Regions from separate parts of the Sus scrofa genome. Here region 1 is linked to region 2. The links are chromatin contacts, called in public Hi-C maps. All regions are on one chromosome and are shown on one strand. The core of a region is the stretch at or near the end of the contact, and the rest is flanking DNA. Distances in the headings are between cores, read along the strand shown.

Evidence for each region. Hi-C and Micro-C count contacts between places; a contact is called where the count stands out from the background.
Region 1: a Hi-C map of embryonic fibroblasts shows a contact between it and region 2, with 2.0 times the contacts expected there. The contact joins the promoter of MSTO1 here to the promoter of RIT1 in region 2. A contact is called at or near these places in 1 of 5 promoter capture datasets (fetal liver), 3 of 47 Hi-C or Micro-C datasets (brain and embryonic fibroblasts) and 1 of 2 datasets of contacts at active chromatin or transcription factors (alveolar macrophages).

The regions. Positions count from the first base shown.
Region 1 is chr4:94,251,176-94,253,875 of Sscrofa11.1, forward strand. MSTO1 (misato 1, mitochondrial distribution and morphology regulator) reads right to left here and starts at 1,391. Exons shown (of 14, transcript NM_001244634.1): 1 at 1,297-1,391; 2 at 1,050-1,185; 3 at 485-554; 4 at 325-400; 5 at 10-64. The coding sequence starts at 1,380. It overlaps LOC100525517 (a long non-coding RNA gene), which reads left to right and starts at 1,531. Exons shown (of 4, transcript XR_303111.3): 1 at 1,531-1,936.
Region 2 is chr4:94,116,354-94,119,053 of Sscrofa11.1, forward strand. It overlaps RIT1 (Ras like without CAAX 1), which reads left to right and starts at 1,368. Exons shown (of 6, transcript NM_001077230.2): 1 at 1,368-1,505; 2 at 1,940-2,084; 3 at 2,247-2,303. The coding sequence starts at 1,982. KIAA0907 (UPF0469 protein KIAA0907 homolog) reads left to right here. Exons shown (of 15, transcript XM_001928648.6): 15 at 1-309.

The DNA.
Region 1 (2,700 bases), core at 141-2,640, 130 kb after region 2:
AAGTCTCACCTTTGCCATTGGGAATGGGCTTGACCCTCCAGATACCATCACTACTCAGCACTCCCTGGGAGGGATGAGAAAATCTACATTTAGTTTCAGGCAGAAGTTGACTTATCCCCCGTCACTTTGCTGGTCACAACATAAGCCTCCTTTCTGTTCACATAGTCATAGTCCTTTAGGAGAAAAAAGGGCTTTTTCCCAAAATACCATTTTAGGGCATTTTAAGATGACTAAAATTCTTTTTTTTTTTTTTTTTTTTCCTGTCCCAGTGGAGGCACTGTGGTTGTAGCACTGGGTTTAAACGTTGAGGACAGAGGTCCTTACCTCTGCACCCAGCAGGTCCTGGAGATAAGGGTTCTTGGGATAGAGTTCCTCTTTGTGTGTGGTGAGCTTTCCCTGCCTGAAAGAAATTGAAGATTGGTCAAAGTGACAGTGTCCCTGAGTTCTCCAGGTCCTCTCAGAATATCACAAATGTCACAAATACCATGCTATTGCAGCATCTAGCTGTTTGTCTCTGTAGAGTCCACCTTCTTGTTTTAGGGAGCTCAGACTACCTGCACAAAAATAACAGGCAATGTTAGGTAAAGCCGAGTCCCTCCCATCCTTCAGCTAGTCTGGTCACCTGACAACCTGCTGTCACCATCACTCCAGCACTTGGCTCTTTCAAGCTTTCTTGAATATACATGTGTTGAAATTTTTTTTTTTTTTTTTTTTTTGCCTTGGAGAACCTAGATTCCGTCCTTCTCTTCCCAGCTTAGTTGTTAGCGGTGGGACCTGGGCAAAGACCACATCCAGCGATCCTGCGGGAGTGCCGCTATGTCCAGAGGCATAGTAGCCCATCCCAGAGATGGCTCTTGAACAGAAAAGGGTTTTGCGTTCTTTCGCCCCCTCGGTGTTGGCATACTGTGGTTATCTCTCCCTATGGCTCCTTATCTCTGGTCCTTGAGTCTAGTAGAGTCGGGGTCGAGGATCTTGAAGTCAACGAAGGGTGGAGACTCCGCACGTGAAGGGAAACATTGGGAACTGCCCGACCTCGGCCACAGCCTCACCCTTCAGATCCATGAGGATGAGTCTCGGCGTGTAGGTCTCTTGGCCGTGTAACGTCCGGCCGGTACGGTACAGGACATCAGGACACAGCTCTCCTGGCGGCTCCTTAGCATCGGTCGGCCTGCACAGCGCAGCATCCTGCGGAGACACAGAGGAAAGACTGGACTCAGGGATGGCGAGAGGAACAGGCCAGAAGGATGGGCTAGAAACCCCGAAAGGCTCAGCTGAACAGCCTCCCAGAGACCTCACCTGCTGATTCCACCAGTGCGCTCCCACGAAACCCGCAAAATGTCCCAACTGCAAAGTGAGCACCTCCCGGGCCCCGCCCGCCATGCCGCGCGGCTCCACACGGCAGCAGGGCAGCTGCCGGCCCACTCGCTGCTCCTAGCCGATTGGCTCGGCCGGCTTGTGGGCGGGGGCCTTATTCCTGGCTCCCTATTGGTCCAAAAGCACATCTTTTCCCATGGGCTAAATGATTCGTTGGGCTTTAAAGACACCGCTCATCATGCCCCGCCTCTTCCTAGTGTGGACCAGTTCTGCTTACCCTTGTCGTCGAGGGGCGGTGCCCCACGGCGCAGGCCGGAAATTGTAGGCGCCGGGTCCGTTGCGCCATACTGGAGAGTCCTCCGCGCGTGTGATCTCTGCAGGTCTTGTTGGATCCCTGGCGCTGTTCCCTGAAGAATCTCTTACCTACACTTTCCGGCTTTTGGCGGCTTTTGTCTCTTCTCTCACAGGAGAATTCTGCTGGCTAATAGTGCTTCAGGCGAAAAATAAAACCTTGCCAGAAAACTTCCAGTAGAGCCTCACACACTCTCCCCGCCTTCCGGTCCAAAAGGCATAGCCTTCCTGACTTCTCACCCTGTGTACTGGCGGTGTCTGTCTATCTAATGTAAGTGAATCGGAGTACTTATTCTTTTGCGTCTGCCTTTTGCTCAATATTGTTTTTTTGTACACTTGTAGTTCATTTTCATTGCTTCAGAATAGTCCTTTGTATGAATATACCGCAAAAGATCTGCTCTGCTAATAGATTTTGGAATTGTTTGCAATTTGGGGCTATTAGGTGCTATAGTTAACATTCTTGAGCACACATTTCTATTGGATATATATATACCTGGGAGTGTAATTGTTCTGTCATAAGGATGGCTGTTTGGATTTGGGAAGTAACACCAAATTCTTTTCTAAATTTTCTAATTTTCATTTTCACCATCAGTATAGGGGAGTTTGCAGGTGATGTTCCATAACCTTGCTAACCTTTAAAAGAGAATTCCCGCTGTGGCCCAGTAGGTTAGGAGTCCGCTGAGCCCCCACCCTGGCCAGGAACTTCTGTATGCATCGGTGAGGTTTAAAAAAAAAAAAAAAGAAACTTTAGCCCTAATCATATGGGTTTTAATTTTCTTGATTATTAGTGATATTCAGAACACCTTTTTGTATATCAGCCATCAAGATATCTTTTTTTTTTTTTTTTTCCTTTTTAAGGCGGCACCTGTGGCATATGGAAGTTCCTAGGCTGAGGTTGGAATCTGAGCTGCAGATGCTGACCTACACCAGGGATTGAACCTGAATCTTCTTGGATACTAGTCGGGTTCATTACTGCTAGGCCACAACGGGAACTCCAGGATACTTCTGTGAAGTGGATGCTCAGGCCTCTTGCCC
Region 2 (2,700 bases), core at 118-2,617:
GGTTGCAGCGAAAATAGAGAGATTTGACTGCTCGCAATAGAATGGTGGACTTAGTGACTGAGATTGCGACTTGTCCTTTTTCTTGGCATTACAGGTTTTGCCAAAAGAACTTTTTTTGTATCAAATATTGATGTGTGAAAGTGAAGGAGCTAGTCTGCTGAACCAGGAGTAGTTTGAGATATTGAACTATCATTTTTGCACATTTGAATACTTTGCAGGCTGGCTTTGTATAAATGTATCCTCTGGTTTCCTATATGTTGTAAATATTTAGAACATAATTTCATTATAAATAAATGTATAAATATTCTGCTTGTGGTTTCTCTGTTCTTTCTTCCACAACGTATCCATGCACTAAAATTCATAAACTTTTTTGCTCACAGCATACTATAACCCCCATCAGAAAAATACATACCTGGACCCAAGAGTTTGCATTTAGTTCCAAGTTGTTGTTTTTTGTTTTTTTAATTTTTTTCTTTTAGTTCCAAGTGTTTTATGACTTTTCAAAGTAAACCCTGCAAAGTCCAAGTGAAATGTAAAGGATTGTTATGGTGGATGTTTTTCCTTTTCATTTTCTTGCCCTCCTTTATTGAATGTGGTTAAAAGGACTGAGTGAAAGTATTCTTTTTCTTTTTTTGGCTTTTTAGGGCTGCACCCATTGCATATGGAAGTTTCCAGGCTAGGGGGTGAATCGGAGCTGTAGTTGCCGGCCTACACCACAGCCACAGCAGTGCCGAATCTGAGCCACAGTTCGCGGCAACTCTGGATCCTTAACCCACTGAGCAAAGTCAAGGATCGAACCTGTGTCCTTATGGGTGCTAGTTGGGTTCATTCCCACTGAGCCACCACGGGAACTCCAGGAAATATAAGTATTCTTGGAAAAACATGCTTAGAAAGGAAGAAGGATGGGCAGAAGTTGCAACAGAAAATTTTGCCCATATAAAGTTCCTTCTAGTACTTCTATGTGTTACCCACCTAAATACAGGTGAACAGAATTGATAGTGTCTTAATTTATTGCTGTAAAGTCAAAGCCAGGTGCTTTTTTTTGTTACTAAGCAATAACACCTTGGTCCTGTTTGGGGGGGGGGTTGGCAGGTGCCCATTTCCTCATTACATTTGGCCAAATTTGTTTTTCTCATAAATGGTCCTGGGCAAGTTGTTATTGTAGAAGTCTCCAGTGTGCCCCTTATCACATCCTCCTTGCTTGACTTTGGTGTAAATAGTTTTGTGGCAGAGGGGGGCGCTGAGTGTGGCACTCCCCCAGGGCCTTCAGCGATGAGCGGGGTTTGAGGACCTGGCAGGAGATGGTCCTCCCCGGAGGAGGCGGGGCCAGTCCCCTGCGTCACGAGGGCGGCCCCGCCCCTCCTGCTGAGACGCGGGCGCTGCTGGCGCCATCTTCCCCAGCTGCGGGAGGGGTCACAGGTCAGTGCCAGATCCTCGCCGCGAATGAGGAGGACCGAGGACGAAGTGGGTGATCAGACCCGGCAGTGGCCTTAACCTTCCGACGGGTACGAGCAGCGGAGGGGTTGGCTTGTGAGGCGGAAGGGTGGGGGGCTTGATGGCGGCGCGAGGTGCTGCCGGGGGAGGAGAGCAGCCTCCGAGGGGAATGGAGAGGGGGCTGAACCTCCGGGTACCGCGGGCTTGAGAGGAAACCCTGAGGCCTAAGTCCCAAACTGCACTTTCTCACTGGGCTCCCTCCTGCTGTGCCGGCGTCCCAGTCTGCAAAGAAATGCCAAATTTCTTTGTCTCTTTTTATTCTTTTTTGAAAAAAAGTAGTAATTCAGAAAATCTATGATATGTCATGGGTCTGAGCTGCCCTGGAGGGAAGGTGAGGCTACGTGTTGCCTGAGGGTCGCCAGAAAGGGAGCAGGGGTAGGGCACTGGCTCTAGGACTGTCGTCACGGGGTCTCCATCCTGGATTAAATATTTTCTTTCTTTCCAGGTGCCTTTTCCTCCGGGCAGCCCAGGATTCTCCAAGAGGACAATGGATTCTGGAACTCGCCCAGTTGGTAGCTGTAACAGCCCTGCAGGGCTGTCACGGGAATACAAACTAGTGATGCTAGGTGCTGGCGGTGTAGGGAAAAGCGGTAGGTGACATTTTCCATTTTAAAGAAGTAAGAATGAAAAATGCTCACAACAGATGCCCTCCCCGAAAACCAAGTAGGAGACTGTCCTGCAATATTGATACTTGCAGTTCTTTCTGTTGGTCATCTTTGTATTTATTTTAACTTTCGCTTCTTGTTTTAAAGCCATGACCATGCAGTTCATCAGCCACCGATTTCCAGAAGATCATGACCCCACCATTGGTAAGTCAGACTGTCACTTAGGTTTTTCCACTAAACCCCATAAAAAGGCCTTGGTGTCAGTTTTTGAAACAGTTTTAGACCATTTATATTTTGAGCCTTTTGGGTGTCTGGTTTAGATTTACTTAACAAGAATAACATGGCAGTTGATAAGCAAATGACTTTTTTTTCTTAGCTTAACTTTATATGTACATAAGCCATCTTAGTCTGTTTTTTATTAAATATTACTGGGACACTTTGTTTTATTTTTATGGTTGCTCTACTGTATCGTCAGATTAAAGGAAAAGTTTAAAGGCCACTTAACAGAAGGCTTTTGCTATCATTTCTTTAAGGGTCTGATTTGAGACTAACTCTGTAACTATGAGTCAGCTGGTCTGAACTTCCACAAAAGGAAGCAGAA